Regions from separate parts of the Zea mays genome. Here region 2 is linked to region 1. Evidence: chromatin contacts called from public Hi-C data. All regions are on one chromosome and are shown on one strand. Each heading gives the region's core, a stretch centred on a gene start, on an enhancer-like site or on the middle of the called end of the contact. The rest is flanking DNA. Distances are from core to core; before and after follow the strand shown.

Region 1 (7,911 bases), core at 2,675-5,174:
GTCACTCGGCCTCCTCTGCTCCAAGTGAGCCTCGCCACGTCTGGACATTTCACATTTGTAACTACTGAGTTCTTTTTGTTGTTCTGTTCTGACCCAATTCTCTGTGCTGCTTTTAGCTTCGTGGTTCTCTACAACCGCGACGACGTGGAGTCCATCGGGCTGGACGAAGCGGCCAAATGCCTCGGCGTGGAGAGGCGCCGGATCTACGACATTGTCAACGTGCTCGAGAGCGTTGGAGTTAGTTCTTCCTTCTCCTGCATTTCTGGTCGCAATTCTTGTTTTCTTGTAATCTTGTGTGGTCTGTTTGCATATGAAGTACTATGATTCTAGTTCTGATTCAATTCCCCTTGTGAGAAGATTCTTGTGAGGAAAGCCAAGAATCGCTACACCTGGATAGGTTTCGGCGGAGTCTCAATATCCTTGCGAGAACTCAAGGTCTGCGTCTAGTCCCCTGTGTGACATTTCGATCAATAACTGTAGATCTCATCCATCAACCCGCCATTTCTCTTGTCATCTCAGGAAAGGGCGTTAAGGGAGAAGTCTGGCTTGGCTCCTCTGCAAACCGAGCAGCAATCTGCTGCCACAGTACGACTTCTTATCTTTCCCTTCCATTTGAACTGATGTATCTGATTCTGGTCTACAACAATTTGTACTGCCTTCGTCCGAAAAAAGATGCAGTTCTAGGTCTGCCTCTAGTCAAACTATCCAAAATTTGACCTAATTTATAGAATATAACACACCTATTTGATATATAAATATTGATATATTTTTGGTATACATTGGGTCAAACTTAAAATGTTTTGGCTCGATATATGCTAGAAATGCGTTCGTTTTTGGGCAGAAGGATTAGTTCCTAACTGAAGTTGCTTCTCCTATGTTCTTTTGTGAAGATTTCTGAAGACGAAGATGATGATACATTGGCCAATCCGGGTGCTTATATCGAGACTGAGAGATTGAGTCAAACTGTGGACAAACCTTCTGGCAAACCGGGCGCATCCGGTTGCCGCCTTAGATCTGGTAGATTGCTATTTGTTTCATTTTGATTTAGCATGTGCTGTTTCATTTCGGCTGCCAGGCTCAGACTTTTGGCTGTTACATTTTCAGATCATAGGAAGGAAAAGTCACTTGGGCTGCTCACACAGAATTTCGTGAAGCTCTTCCTCACCATGGAGGTGATAAATTCTTAAACCCTGCATTTCTGCCTGAGGATTCATGCGTGATCAGTCCACTGATATGAAATCTATACCTGGAGCAGGTTGACACGATCTCACTCGATGAAGCTGCAAAACTGCTCCTTGGAGAAGGCCACGAGGAGACCAATATGAGAAGTCAGTACTTTCATTTTGTCTTTCTCTAAACTTGCGACAGTAGCATTGTCAGGAAATACAACTTAATTTGATCTTTACAATGTATTGGTAATGCAGCTAAAGTTCGGAGGTTATATGACATTGCCAATGTCCTGTCTTCACTGAATCTAATTGAGAAGGTAGGCTTTTGATGCTTGCTGACGATTAAGTTGCAATCCGGTAGTAACATGTTTCTTAACATACGTTCTTGAACTGTGGACAGATACATCAAGGGGACTCGAGAAAGCCTGCGTTTCGTTGGTTGGGTAGGGCAACGCTGAACACAGAAAATGGTGTCACAGTTGCTGTGCCCCCACCAGGGAAGATCGCATCAAAGAAAAGAGCGTTTGGAACAGAACTCACTAACATTGACATGCATAGAAGTAATCTAGATTCAAAAAATAAGAAGAAAGCAAAACTTGTACAGAGTAGTGGTGATGTCTTGACGAATTGCAAATTAGCTGTGCGTAGTCGGCTGGGGCAGGGTAAACAAAGTGGCTTTGTTTATGGTCCTTTCCACCCTTCTGGCGCAAGGAAACATGGACTTGATGGCGGCAATAAGCCTGGGCAAAGGGAGAGGGCTGAGGACTGGGAGAGCCTTTCTGCTTCATTTCGACCACAGTACCAGAACCAAGGTGGGTTCAGTACTTCAATCCTGTTTTGTTCCTTAGGACAAAACTATGGTTTTTCTACTTGAGCATCGGAAGTATGTGTATAGCATGTCTGTCTAGCTGTAGTTTTATATAATTAGGATTAAGCTAATTATATAACTATGGTCAAACAGGATTGGCATCTGATGGTCTTCAGATGGAATCACTCTGCCAATCCTGTTTAATCATGTAAGCTTTGGCAGCCCCTGTTGCAACTACAGCTAGAGAGACATGTCAGCTAGAAAGTCTGAAAATGAAATTTGACCTCAGGAGAACACTGCAACGCATCTCTAGCGTGACATCATTATCTTCTATTTAGAACCTAATATGATATTTGTTGAGTTTTTATAAGCTATTATGCAGGACACTTGACAATGCCCAATAGTTCATTATGATCATTTGACATTTATCATCACTTCTATGCAAACTCTTTTATTGGAAGTTTGGAGTAGGACTGGGATAATTGCAAGACATAAAATGTGCACAGCTATATGTTACACTAAAACATTTCCATTTTTCTGAATGCAGCACTCAGTGATCTATTTGTCCATTATGTCGACGCGTGGAAGACATGGTATTCTGAATTTGCTCAAGGCAGCAGCATCATGCAACAACACTTTGGTCATCCTGTTAACCATTTTTTGTAGGCAAATTTTAGGGCCAAGCATTGCAGTTCTTAGTGCATGCTTGTGTATTTTACCTGTACAATCTGTTAAAACGGAGGAAACAAAGACATGATTGAGCCTAGGGTTCATTGTATTTACTCAATGCAGGATGTTTCTAGGCTATTTCAGGTGGAACTATTAGAGAGGGATACCCCAGGAGTGTGAGGTGTTTCCCAATCTCTCTAATAGAAACATCATGATCATCTCACTTCTGTGGGTTCTCTATTGTTAATTGTTGTTTATGTGCTTACCTATGTGGATTCTAAAACTTCCTCTGTCACCGGCCATGCTGATGAAACATGTCATAATGAAGTATACCTTGTGTATGTCTATCACGACAAAAAAAAAGGATTGTATTCAAATTAAATTTCAGAAACAATCACTCAAATATTATTCATTATTTCCTTTTTGTTGTGGTCATAAAAGTCCCAGGCCTGGGCTGTATGGCCGTATTCTGATTGTGCAAAAACAGCTGGTCCAATTGTCTTGCCTTAATTTTATGCAGAAGATATTGGATCACAATTTATATGCATAAGATATTGCCTTAATTGGTGTATTTTGAGTAAATGAATCTGACTAAAACAGTAGTACATTGCTCTATCACAATCATGAGCTAAGATGCCCTGGCCCACCGAACGCTGTACAACGCTTCAAATGGATGGTTTGATCGAGACATGTTCCAAGTGATTGGCTCCTCTCCATTGCCTTTTGGTTCGTCCACCTAATATTTTTAATCAAATGTTCCCAGTTCCCTGACGTCATCGACAGGGACACTAAGGCCCTGTTTCAATCTCGCGAGATAAACTTTAGCAGCTTCTTTTTAGCTACTTTTAGCCGTTTATAATCTAAACAGGAGAGCTAATGGTGGTAATTGAAGCTAAACTTTAGCACTTCAATTCATATAGCTAAAGTTTAGCAGGAAGCTAAAGTTTATCCCGTGAGATTGAAACGGGGCCTAATATCCACCAACCCCATTCATGTGAGCTACAAAGCTGTTCTCTTGGCTACAATTTGATATCAAATTGATCTGGTTTGTCCCTTAGTACATTTCAGATCTTGGTGCAAATAAGAAAGTTCTGATCTACTTGCAGCTGCAGCCACTTGCGCTACTAATAATTTCTCAAGAGTGAAAAAAACCAAAGGTACACTGGCCTGCTTCGAACATTATGCTAACCAGGCAACACGTTTTATAATCGAGAAAGATCAGATACCATACGAAAATGGTATTTAAATGTCAATGAGATGCTCTTGCTCTCCAAATAAATTGTTGTCATTTGTTAAGCATATTGCAAATCTATTAGGACAATCGCGGTCTGCGCCGTCAGCCTGCCAAGCTCAGCGGGGCGGAGGCAGGCCAAACCAACCCACCTCCAACACAAGCGAATAAAAGTCTCGCGTCTATCTTCTTCCTTCCTTCCTTCCTACCAACCTCCCCTCCCTCCCCACGCCCACCGCCCCGCATCCACCCCGAAACCCTAGTGGATCGTCGCCATGGCCGCAGCCGCCCTCATTCGCCGCCTCCCCGCTGCCCGGGCCCAGGCCCCGGCATTCATGGCGGCGCGACCGATCTCCGACTCCACGGCAGCGTTCACCATCGAGACATCTGTCCCTTTCACCTCCCACCTCGTCGACCCACCCTCGCGTGATGTCACCACCACCCCCGCTGAGCTCGTCACCTTCTTCCGCGACATGTCCCTCATGCGCCGCATGGAGATCGCGGCCGACTCCCTCTACAAAGCCAAGCTTATCCGTGGGTTCTGCCACCTCTACGACGGCCAGGAGGCCGTCGCCGTCGGCATGGAGGCCGCCATCACCCGCTCCGATTCCATCATCACCGCCTACCGCGACCACTGTACCTACCTCGCCCGCGGAGGGGACCTCGTCTCCGCCTTCTCCGAGCTGATGGGCCGCGAGGCTGGGTGCTCCCGCGGGAAGGGCGGATCCATGCATTTCTACAAGAAGGACGCCAATTTCTACGGTGGGCACGGCATCGTAGGCGCTCAGGTGCCCCTCGGATGCGGCCTGGCCTTCGCTCAAAAGTACAAGAAGGAGGACACGGCCACGTTCGCGCTCTATGGTGACGGTGCGGCTAACCAGGGACAGCTCTTTGAGGCTCTCAACATTTCGGCCCTCTGGAAGCTGCCTGCCATATTGGTCTGCGAGAACAACCATTGTGAGTTCGTGCATCAATTCCGGGAATCGGGGTTGGATTGAGATAAATCTGATTACATTATGACAAATATAACGTGGTCTGGGTTTGATTCTTTTGTATAGATGGGATGGGAACAGCGGAGTGGAGGGCAGCAAAGAGCCCTGCCTACTACAAGCGTGGCGACTATGTGCCTGGATTGAAGGTAATTATTCTTTGTGTTTGCTCGTATAGTGTCTGAATTCACGATAGTTTAGGTTCTTGGTATGTTTGAATGTTTATGGTGGTTTTATATGTGGCCTTTGGCTCTATGTTATCTGTGTTGCACCCTTTAGTTGCTGAATAGGGTTTGTCCATTGATCAAAGCATACAGGCATACAATTGAGTGGGGATGGCATATAGAAACATCTTGTATTGATTTGAAATTATATAAGAATGATGTATGCATTTTCGGACCATCATGTTCCCCCGTATCGAGTTAACTCTAGATTTGACTTTTAAGGGGATAGGTTAAGCTTGGACTTCATGTTGGCATTACTTTTAGTGTGCCACAAACATAACTAAATTGTATTTTGTGCAGGTTGATGGAATGGATGTTCTTGCTGTGAAGCAAGCGTGCAAATTTGCAAAAGATCATGCTGTCGCAAATGGCCCAATTGTAAGTACTATGAATCTTTGCTGACTTCTGTTATTTGGATGTAGCCCATGTAGGATAACTACTATTAGGGCTCGGAGTTGGCTTGGCTATTCTGTGTTGCTAGATTTATTATATTTAGTTAAATTCACATGAATAATTGAAAGCGTAGTCCAAAATTTAACACAGTAGCGAAAGGGCCTCTTGGCTCTAGCTTAGTTGGTTAGGTGGTCTGAGTAGCACTCCTTAGGTTTTGGGTTCGACTCCCTGTGGGAGCGAGTTTTAGGCTGTGATTAAAAAAATCCCCTCGTCTGTCCCACGCCAAAGCACAGGTCTAAGGACCGGTCACGATCGTTTCTCACATGGGCTACGTTGCTGCTGCGTATGGGTGGGACGGGTGGGACAGGGGTTCGGGGGTTTCTCGACCTGTGTGAGAAGGTCTTCTTAATATAATGCCTGGGGCTGTCTTACCCCCGCAAGTTGATTTTTTTAAAAGAATTAACACGGTAGCAATGCATTCACCATTTTATGCTGGGGAAACATAATATATACATATAATGTATGGATCTTCCATTGTCAAAACTCTACACAATATTTTTCCAAGATTTCTGTCACCAGATTATTATTGAATTTTAGGGTGAATAAGAGGATTTGTCAGCATTATTCCAGCTAATTAAGTCTTCAATAGTGGTACTAATTGTGCTGTTATTGAACTACCTACATGGCTGCATATATTGTTTGTCTGCCAGATCCAACATTGGCCCTGTTTGGGACCGTGGTCTGTGGCCGCACGGTGTGGTAACCGAGCCGTGGTTCCACAGCTGCGGTATCGGTAATCCACAGTGCAATTAAAATAACAATTTGTGTCTGCTATCTGCTAATGAGTGGTACGTTTTCTGATCAAGGCTGCTGTACAATTGAGCTTTGTCAACTACTGTAATTGATCCTTGTTCACTTGTGAAATATGAAAATAACCATACAATGATGCTAACTTGGCGATCGATGCATGATTGCATCATATGGTAGTGCTTTGTGTTTGTTGCCCTAGACATCCGTATAGTCCACAGCTCACTGTGCCACGTCCTAGGTGTTTTGTCCTGTCTAGCCTGCTAGGCACTGGTCTGCCTTGCTACTAGAGGAACACTGTTATGCTGACGTAGTAACTTAAAATGTGCTGCTGCTGCTGCTATTTTGGTACCAAAGGTACATTAGGTGGTTTGGCATAAGTGCATATGCTCAAGCTCTATTTCTGATAACTTGCTTGCTTTATTTGTTGGGGCAGACCTAGTGCCGGCCACATGAGTGGGGTCTGGGGAAGGCATAAACCGAGGCAAGCCTTCTCCCTGCAAATGCGGAGAGGCTCGCATAATTATTTCATTTCTAGTGCTGAAGAATGGTTACTAAAACCCTAAGGTTCTATATATCTAGGTCCTTGAGATGGATACCTACAGATACCATGGCCACTCTATGTCAGATCCAGGAAGCACTTACCGCACCAGGGATGAGATTTCAGGTGTCAGGCAGGTAAGGTTGTTTTGATCTTTCAGTATGGAATTTAAAGCATGCTATGCGTGTTTCAATTAATTGTGTTACAATATCATCAGGAACGGGATCCAATTGAAAGGGTTAGAAAGTTGCTTTTGACTCATGACCTGGCAAATGCTGCTGAGCTCAAGGTACATAATTCTTTTGGAAATACATAAGAGTATATAAAATGTATAATTGAAGCATAAAGAATGCTTATTAGGGAAATTATTTTCAAAATATTATTTCGTTCAGTTCATATTATAGTGTTTAACATACTTATTATCTTCTCAGAATATGGAGAAAGAAATCAGGAAACAAGTAGATGACGCTATTGCTAAAGCAAAGGTCCCATTGCATTTAGATATGCTTTTGTCGTTCTTTTGCTTCAAATTAGTTATGCTTACCACTGCATATACTCCTGTTGATCTGCAGGAAAGTTCTATGCCTGATACTTCTGAACTCTTCACAAATGTTTATAAGAAGGGCTTCGGCGTGGAGGTAAGTTGTCAAAAAAAATCTTATCTACATGCATTTACAACATCAGTTTTTGTCCCAAACAAGTTGAGCAGGCTATAACACTGAACTTACATTTATCGGCCTGAAATTAGTTCCATTTCCTTAATTATGCAAAGTGACATTAGTTTCATTTCTGATATCTTGGCGATATTAGATAGGGTTATTTATAAGGAGTTGGACTTCTGCTGCCTGTACCGTGTAGTACATATGTTCAACTATTCAGATGTGAATTTTCATGATTTCCAGTACCTCCTTTTTTCTTACTATGCCTCTTTTGGATGTACTACATCTGGGTCACAAACACTTCTGTTCCTGACATCAGCATAGTCTTGAATGGCAACTTTAGTCATTAATTTTGATTGCAGTGTTACTTTGGAAGTCCTAAATATTTCCATTATAAATATTTTAAAGAGACCAATAGCCA
Region 2 (7,911 bases), core at 2,095-4,594, 310 kb after region 1:
GGTAAACAAGGTGTGGGATAAGCAAGTCTAGGGAAACCTAATAAGTCCCATCAGATTAACCTAAGCATGTCACAGTGATTAACAGGAACATTATTGGGTAAAGAAAAGTGACCAAGGGCACAACTTGCCTTAGACTTGAGATCCTCAACTACCAACTTGTACTTCAAGTGACTCGCAACCTCGCTGCTACTCGTAGCAATACAAACAAACAAGATATAGGCAAAATTAACATTACACCAAACATAAAAAGAAACTACATAATAATGATCTACGTGTCGTACCGAGAACCTAGGTTCGAGAACCACTAAATTCAGAATTACGGTTAAAGAGTTATGATTTTCTAAAAATTTAAGTGTTGGATAAAAAGAAACTAAGTGCATAATTTTTTAATCTAGATTTTACAACAAACTAAGGTTACCAGATGATAAGCAATATTATTATGAATTTAATGCAACTGGAATGGTGTAATTTGGAGTTAAAATGATCATGATATGATTTATCAAATTTTCTAGGATTAATTTTATACTAAAAATCATTTTTCCATATCAATTTGCGTAATTTAAATATCCCTAGGACTGCGGGCAATAATACTTAAGAGTGCAGGGGCTTCTTTATAATTAACAGGACCAATCGGAGATGATCTTTGCTTTAAGGTGGGCTGCGGGTTGATTCATAAAACATACAGGGACTCTTTAGTGATTTTTCCAGACCGAAGGGGTATCGGCCACTCTGAGCCACCCGATCTTGGCTGAACGACCCATATTAAATTAGATCACCATAAAACTGATGCACGCTCTCCACCATTAGATCCCAAATCGACGCTCCTAGTTTTAAAACCCGTGATCTATTCCGAGCTGATGGATTTGAGATCCACGGTTCAAAATCTATTCATGAAGGGGTATCCTTTGTTCTAATCTAGGTCGTCCATCATCGATCCGACAGCCACAATCTCATCTTCCCCGCGGAGCCAGTGAGGCGACAGAAATAGACCACACGACGGATGCCCTCGCCGATGAACACTGGTATGGCGCCCACACACCCCAAAACCAAAATAGACCATCCCTACGTGAAGCAGAGGTGTTCGGGAATGAGTTTAAAGGCGACATACCCAGGAAGATGACCTAGAGAGGTATCCGCGACAAGAAGCGGGCCGGTGGTGCTCCGACGAGCAATTAGGTGCACCCCGGTGTCTAATTCCCTAGAGTAGGGCCCCAGACACCTTTGACACGCTAGTGGCAAACCCCACTAGTGTGTCAAAGGTGCACAACCTCGCCCCAGCTCCCCCCTTACTTGCCTAAGACCCGACGGGGCGGTGCGAGGCACAGAGGAACTTATACCCTAAAGTCCGAGAGAGAACCACCCGCGAGATCCCCGGCAATGGCGGTCGCTGTTCGTTTCATCGATTTTGTTATGATGACGCGGAGAAGCTGACACCTAGGGTCCACCCGCAAGAGTGTGCCCACGCAGTTGAGACCGGTGAGCGGGCCCACCCGACAGGGCCAGTGAGGGCAAGCTGGCGCACACGTAGGAAATAAAGAGGCTGACGTGTGGGGGCCACATGTTGGCGCCGGGGATCCCCAGTTGGGCCACGCGCGAGAGGTAATTGGGTCGAGGGAAGTGAATCCGGCTCGGCAGTCGGCAGCAGGTTTAGTCTTTCTCTTTTTTCTATTTTCAGTTTTGTTTTCTCCCTAATTCAAATCGTAATTCCAAATCAAATTCAATTTTCAAATTCGAAGAGACAAAATAAAAATTCTAGCATACCAATGCAAAAATATATATATATATTTGCTTATTTATTTACTTATTATTACTTCTCTTTAAGTATATGCTCCAAATTATATAATAAAGATAAACTTACTTATGGCTTATTTTAGGAAAAATATGATGAGTGGTAATTAATTCAAAAATGAATATTTGTTTCCTACTTACTTTGAGTGAGATATATGTACATATGATTATATTTATTTACCTTGGTTTACTCTATTCCGATAGGTGTTTGTATGCATGAAATTTAATAAGTATGAGATTTACCAAATAGGAGTATTTCATATAGGACATCTTACCACCATTTTTACTTAAGACTTCAATTTAAGTATATAACCAAAATTTTATATTTACCATTTCCTAAACATTAAGCTTTAGAGATGTTTCTTATTCCATCATGATACAGTTTTGCAGTGCTACAACTTAGTTCTTACTTCGAAAACAAAATTACTTATGAAATCTTTTGTTTCCCAAAGGGTGCTAGCAGCGCATATGCTTTTGGTTCGTCAACCTCCACCAAAAGTCAGGGGTATATGTTGAGCACCAGAGATGTCCTTGCGGATGGTCCGGCCCTGAGGTCGAACGGTCCGGGGTCCGGACTGTCTGTCGTAGTGGCGCGGACTGGTTCGGACTTTCTGTCGTAGCGGCGCAGACCGTCCACGCGTACGCAGAATCAGTTAGGGTTCTAGATTTCTTACAGGATTTGTTAGCTAAATCTATGGGATTAACTCGAGAACCGACTTATAACAGGTCCAAACCTCTCCCTTTATATAGATGAAGGGTACGACCGATTGAACCTCCACAATCGATCCAATCAACTCTACTTATCGTTTTTAGCTTATATATTAGGAGTATATCTAGTTTAGCCTCCCTCTACCTCAAATCTTCACCTTCGTCCGAACGTACGCAGAAGAGCAGACGCTGCTGCGCCCAGGTCGCGGACCGTCCAGCGCTATGCCGCGGACCGTCTACGCCTCCGCAGAGAGCACCATCAGGTCACTACCCGGAGAAGAACAAGATTAATAACAGCTTAATCGTCGGTTTCGTCGTTCCGCCGATACGTTCTCATTGCGATCAAGGTAGGTTGTTCCCAAGCGCGGGCATGCTAGCCATTGATAGTATGTAATACAAATTAGTGTCGACGCACTTTTTATCGACTCCACTGGAAAAGAAGAAAAATAAGAAGAGTAAGATTTTTTAGTGACATGTCGGATGATGAGGAAACGGAGGAGGATTCCTGAACATCAACCATCCTAAATCAATGGAAGAGCTTCATGATGATATATCTTCCTAATACTATAGTGGTGGAACCACCCCCCCTAGACATACTGATACTACTTTTCTTCCTTTCTTTTAAAAAAAGGAAAACTAATTTGTAGAAAGCAAGGCAAACTCCCAGATCATTATTTAAAAAGCCGCTGGTTGTTTTTGTTTTGTTTGACTGGAATGAAAAGGCCAAGCCGAGGTCGCCGTGGAAGAGTCCGAGGCGCGCAGCCCAACAAGATTGACCTTGAACTTGTCGACCCAGACCACCCAGGTGGAGGTGAGGCGTCCAAGACTCCAAGCAAAGCAAGCAACCTGACATTGCCAATTGCCATCACCATCTTGGCAGAAATCCTCCTCCAAGATGGTCGTTTTGGGCCAACAACGTACGACTCCTCCCACAGGGGGGCTGCTGCCGGAGAAATCCGTGCAGGAGCAGAACTCAGTCTCATCATCTTCCTCCACCCGACAGATGATTGGAGGAGGTATCCAGTGGTGGAGCAGGTCGCTGTGGGTCAAGTCCAGGGCGTGGATCCGGAACCCCATGAACATGGCCCTGTCCGTCTGGATCCTGGCCGTCGGCGTCTCGGGCGCCATCCTCTTCATGGTGATGACGGGGATGCTCAACCGCGTGCTGCCAAGCAAGCCGCGGAGGGACACGTGGTTCGAGGTGAACAACCAGATCCTGAACGCGCTCTTCACCCTCATGTGCCTGTACCAGCACCCGAGGAGGTTCTACCACCTGGCCCTCGTGTGCCGCTGGAAGGCCGGCGACATGCACCAGCTCCGCCAAGCGTACTGCAAGGACGGGGCCTGCAAGCCCAACGAGAGGAAGCACATGACGGCTGTCATCCTGCTGCTCCACCTCAACTGCTTTGCTCAGTACGCGCTCTGTGGCCTCAACCTTGGCTACCGGAGGCCCCGGCGTCCGGTGGTCGGTGTCGCCCTCACCGTAGCGGTCGCCATCTGCGCGCCGGCCGTCGCTGGGATGTACAACAACCTCAGTCCTCTCGGGAGAGACTACGAGGCGCCGGCGCCGGCGGAGGGGATGATAATAAGTGAGGAAGAGTCGCAGCTCCAGCGCAAAACGCCCGACACCGAGAGGCGCTACTCGTTGGTGCCACGGCAAGGACAAGGAGAAGAACCGCAGTGGGTCGGCGGGCTGTGGGAGGACCTGTGGGACGACATGTCGCTGGCGTACCTGTCGCTGTTCTGCAGCTGCTGCGTGTTCGGGTGGAACGCGAGCAGGCTCGGCTTGGGCAACATGTACGTCCACGTCGCCACCTTCGTGCTCCTGTGCCTGGCGCCCTTCTTCATCTTGGACCTGGCGGCCATCAACGTGGACGACGAGGCGGTCAGGGACGCGCTGGGGCTGGCCGGCATCTTCCTCTGCGTGTTCGGCCTGCTCTACGGCGGATTCTGGAGGATCCAGATGCGCAGGCGGTTCGGCCTCCCCGAGAACCGCGCCTGCTGCGGCAAGCCGGACCTCACCGACTGCCTACTGTGGCTCTGCTGCTACCCGTGCTCGCTAGCGCAGGAGGTCCGTACGGCAGACGCCTACGAGGTGGTGGTGGTGCTGGACACGCCGATGCATCGCCATCCGACTCTGCAGGAAGAGCTGGCCACGATGCAGGAGCCACCAGATGAAGAAGAAGGAGGCGGTGTCATCCCCCCTTCGACAGTGTCAGCTACACGCTCATAAGCAGTACCCAACATGTACAGGATGAGCAGTTTCAATTTCAACATCAGGTGGTCATTTCAATGTATCCATGCAGCCGCTGAATATCATCATTAAAAAAAGCAGCAAAAACAGCCTTCTCTAGTAAAGATCATCTTCGTCGTCATCGTCGTCTTCATCTCTGATGATGTTGCGTTCATCCCACAGCGGGCAGGAGCAGCTTGCTTTCTTATTCTTCCATTCTTTCCCACAGGTGTAGCAGAACTCATAGCCGCACCTGCAATGCAACAGAGGGCTTTTTAGCACTGGCACACATAGTAGTTATCATAAAGGAGAATGCCTGGCCTTACACGCAGATCATGTGGTAGCAGCCCTCCGCAAGCTCGATCATGTGCTTGCATTTCACGCATTGGCGCCACAGCCTCTGCCTTGCCAGGTTCTGCAGCTTGGCATCTCCTGGGTGAGCGAGGGGGTACCACATCTTGTACTCAAAGCAACCCATGCCATCATGCCATGGGACTTTACAGCTCAGGCAGAAGGAGCCTCTGCATTTCACGCACTTCCTCAACGTGGCAGCATCAGCAGCCGTGTGCCTTGATGAGGACTCCTGCATCGGATGAATCACTTCCCCCAAGGACATCAAGGCCGAGCACCTGGGATACGGACAGTAGACCTTTTGGCTCGGAGGGATCTGTCCTTCCCTCATGCGCTGCACCATGATCTCTACCAGCCGCGGCGAAAGAAATACCCTCGAACCCTCCACACTGAGCTTCGTGGCGCATCCCTCTTGTGGGCAACCTGGGAGAGTTCCATTCAGCAGCTTAACTTTCACGTGCTCCTTCATGCACGAGAAGCAAAAGCGATGCGCGCACACTTCAACCGCATGGATTTTGGTAGCGTCAGTGTCTTCCAAGCAGATGGCGCAGCTTTCTCTTTTCTCCTCTCTAGCATTGGCAGAACGAGCCTTGGTGATCTCAGCGGCTAATGAATCTCTTGCTAATTTTACCACATGGCTGACTTGGCTTGCCCCAACGAGTGACACCTCACATTGATCAAACTTCCTTTTCACTGACAGAACCTGATTCATCATATCTGCCACCTTCTTCCCTGACGGGCGCCAAATGCCAAGCATCTGCAAATGCACAGAGTCTATGTTAGGAAATTCTGGTCACAAGAGTGATTCATTAGGTTTTCTCGAACACATAGGGGGTGCAGGTCAGGTAGGTATCATCATAAAACCAGATAACATTCTTAAGAAGTTGACTATTGAATTTTTAGATGTACACCAATAATTCTCCCACAGACCACAGCTGATCTGCTGAAACAAGAGGTGAAAAAAAAATTTATCGATGCACTGGACTAGATGCATATCAGATTTACACTTCTTGCTGAACAAATGACTCAAAACATCATGCAGTTGCATTACAACAAATGGTCCATTCTAGGGTTTACCTGCACCTTAGTGTTTGTGAGTACTGGATAACTGTAAACTGACATCTTAGTGAACTACCCATTGACTGGACATGATGTTTTGGTCAAGACATGGCTAAAAAACTACGGTGAAACCCACAAAGCTAATGATGTTTGACATCTCAAATTCTAACACTTATTTATGTTTCTGATGAACAGGGAGAGTAGAGAAAAATAATACAATGTTTTCAGTTCAAACTGGTCTTGAGAATCAACTATCAATGAAAAAGTCTGACCCATCTTATCCATATATTCTTTTTTCCCCCTGCAATGAAATAAGCAAGACAAGCAATGCATGTTCAGATAAGTTGGGTTCATGGCACCACAGAACAGTCATTTCTAGTATAGGCCAAGGCCTAATGTACCAAATCGCGTCCAGTACGCTACAGTGCTGCTAGCTCCTCAACTGACATGAAGCATCCAGTAAGATTCAGAACTGACAAATACTTGGCTGGTTGGCAGATGAGCCTCCTCAACCCCATGGGGCACCTTGTGCTCATCAATTCGGTTCTTGACAGCCATCTGAATTACGTCATGGGTGCAATGAAAATGCCTAAAGGGACAATCTGCGGCATCGACCAGCGCCGTCGAAGTTTCCTCTGGGCTGGCCAAAAAACAACCACTGGCGCCCACTGCCTTGTTGCCTGGGACTCTGTAACCAAAGGACGAGCTGATGGCGGCCTCGGTGTGAAGGATCTGGAAACTTGCAACACGTGCCTCCACCTGAGGCTCCTCCACCGCCTTCACAACTCGACATGCTCGTCTTGGGGGGCCTGGGAAAGACAACACATCTGCTTGGCTACCCTCACTGGTAACCTCCCCGGTGCCCACTGGCACGCCCTCCGCTCCGGCCTCCCTATCTATCGGGCAATCACTACTTGTGAAGTCAGAAATGGTCATGGCACCGCTTTCTGGCATGATGCTTGGTGCTCCGACAACGACCTTGCTTCAACCTTCCCCGCCCTCCTGTCGCATGTGAAGAACCCTGAGCTTGGCATCCATGACGTGCTGACTCAAGGTCTTCAGTCCACCCTGGTCACCCGCCTCTCGGAACAGGCCAGGCAGGAACTTGCTGCACTGAACGAAAAGCTTAACTTGGTCACCCTCACCGCTGCCCCAGATGTCAGACACTGAGCAGTCACCAAAAAATATGGGAACCTCTGCACTGGCCTCCTGTACAAGTTACTCAAAAATCAAAGACTTCTCCCCAATGTCCACCTTCGTCTGGAAGAACAAAGCTCCCCCGAGAGTCCGGTTTTTGGCTTGGCTTGCGTCAAAGGACAGGTTACAGACCCGGGTGAACATCAAAAAGAAAGGCATTATGGAGGACAATATATGCGAAATCTGCCACGCAACACCAGAAACAACAATGCACATTCTCTTCAACTGTGGTTTTGCAACGACCTTCTGGAGATCCCGGAGGACACCAACTGCAAGAGACTCCATTTCCTCCCCCACCCCCGAACCTGCATGGCCAAAACTTCACCACTCTCACCCTTCACTGCTACTGGCATCTCTGGAAGAGAAGGAATGTCAGGGTCTTCAGGGAGGAGATGACTTCACTACAATCCACTCTCTGTTCGCCTGCAGAGCAGACGCCTGTCTTTGGGCACACCGCCTCCACCCAAGCAGACGCCATCTACCTACTCCTTGGTGTAATATTCTAAGCCCCACGTAGCAACCCCCCCCTTCTATGCTGTTATAGATACCTTTGTGGGGCGCCAGTATTCAAGGAG

The links. A called contact is a pair of places that touch in the nucleus more often than the background predicts.
Region 2: a contact with region 1 is called in a Hi-C map of ear, with 2.4 times the contacts expected there. The contact joins the promoter of LOC100276792 here to the promoter of LOC732791 in region 1. A contact is called at or near these places in 6 of 25 Hi-C or Micro-C datasets (bundle sheath, ear, endosperm and 2 more).

The regions. Positions count from the first base shown.
Region 1 is chr4:188,073,398-188,081,308 of Zm-B73-REFERENCE-NAM-5.0, forward strand. LOC732791 (pyruvate dehydrogenase 1) reads left to right here and starts at 3,925. Exons shown (of 8, transcript NM_001308504.1): 1 at 3,925-4,834; 2 at 4,936-5,015; 3 at 5,391-5,468; 4 at 6,873-6,968; 5 at 7,049-7,120; 6 at 7,263-7,316; 7 at 7,404-7,469. The coding sequence starts at 4,153. LOC100381405 reads left to right here. Exons shown (of 10, transcript NM_001320805.1): 1 at 1-24; 2 at 117-237; 3 at 358-435; 4 at 520-585; 5 at 891-1,017; 6 at 1,105-1,172; 7 at 1,256-1,328; 8 at 1,425-1,486; 9 at 1,570-1,981; 10 at 2,525-2,947. The coding sequence ends at 2,643.
Region 2 is chr4:188,387,694-188,395,604 of Zm-B73-REFERENCE-NAM-5.0, forward strand. LOC100276792 reads left to right here and starts at 3,345. Exons shown (of 1, transcript NM_001150503.2): 1 at 3,345-4,870. The coding sequence starts at 3,392. The coding sequence ends at 4,729. It overlaps LOC100191809 (putative RING zinc finger domain superfamily protein), which reads right to left. Exons shown (of 3, transcript NM_001137234.1): 2 at 5,056-5,837; 3 at 4,747-4,982. The coding sequence ends at 4,847.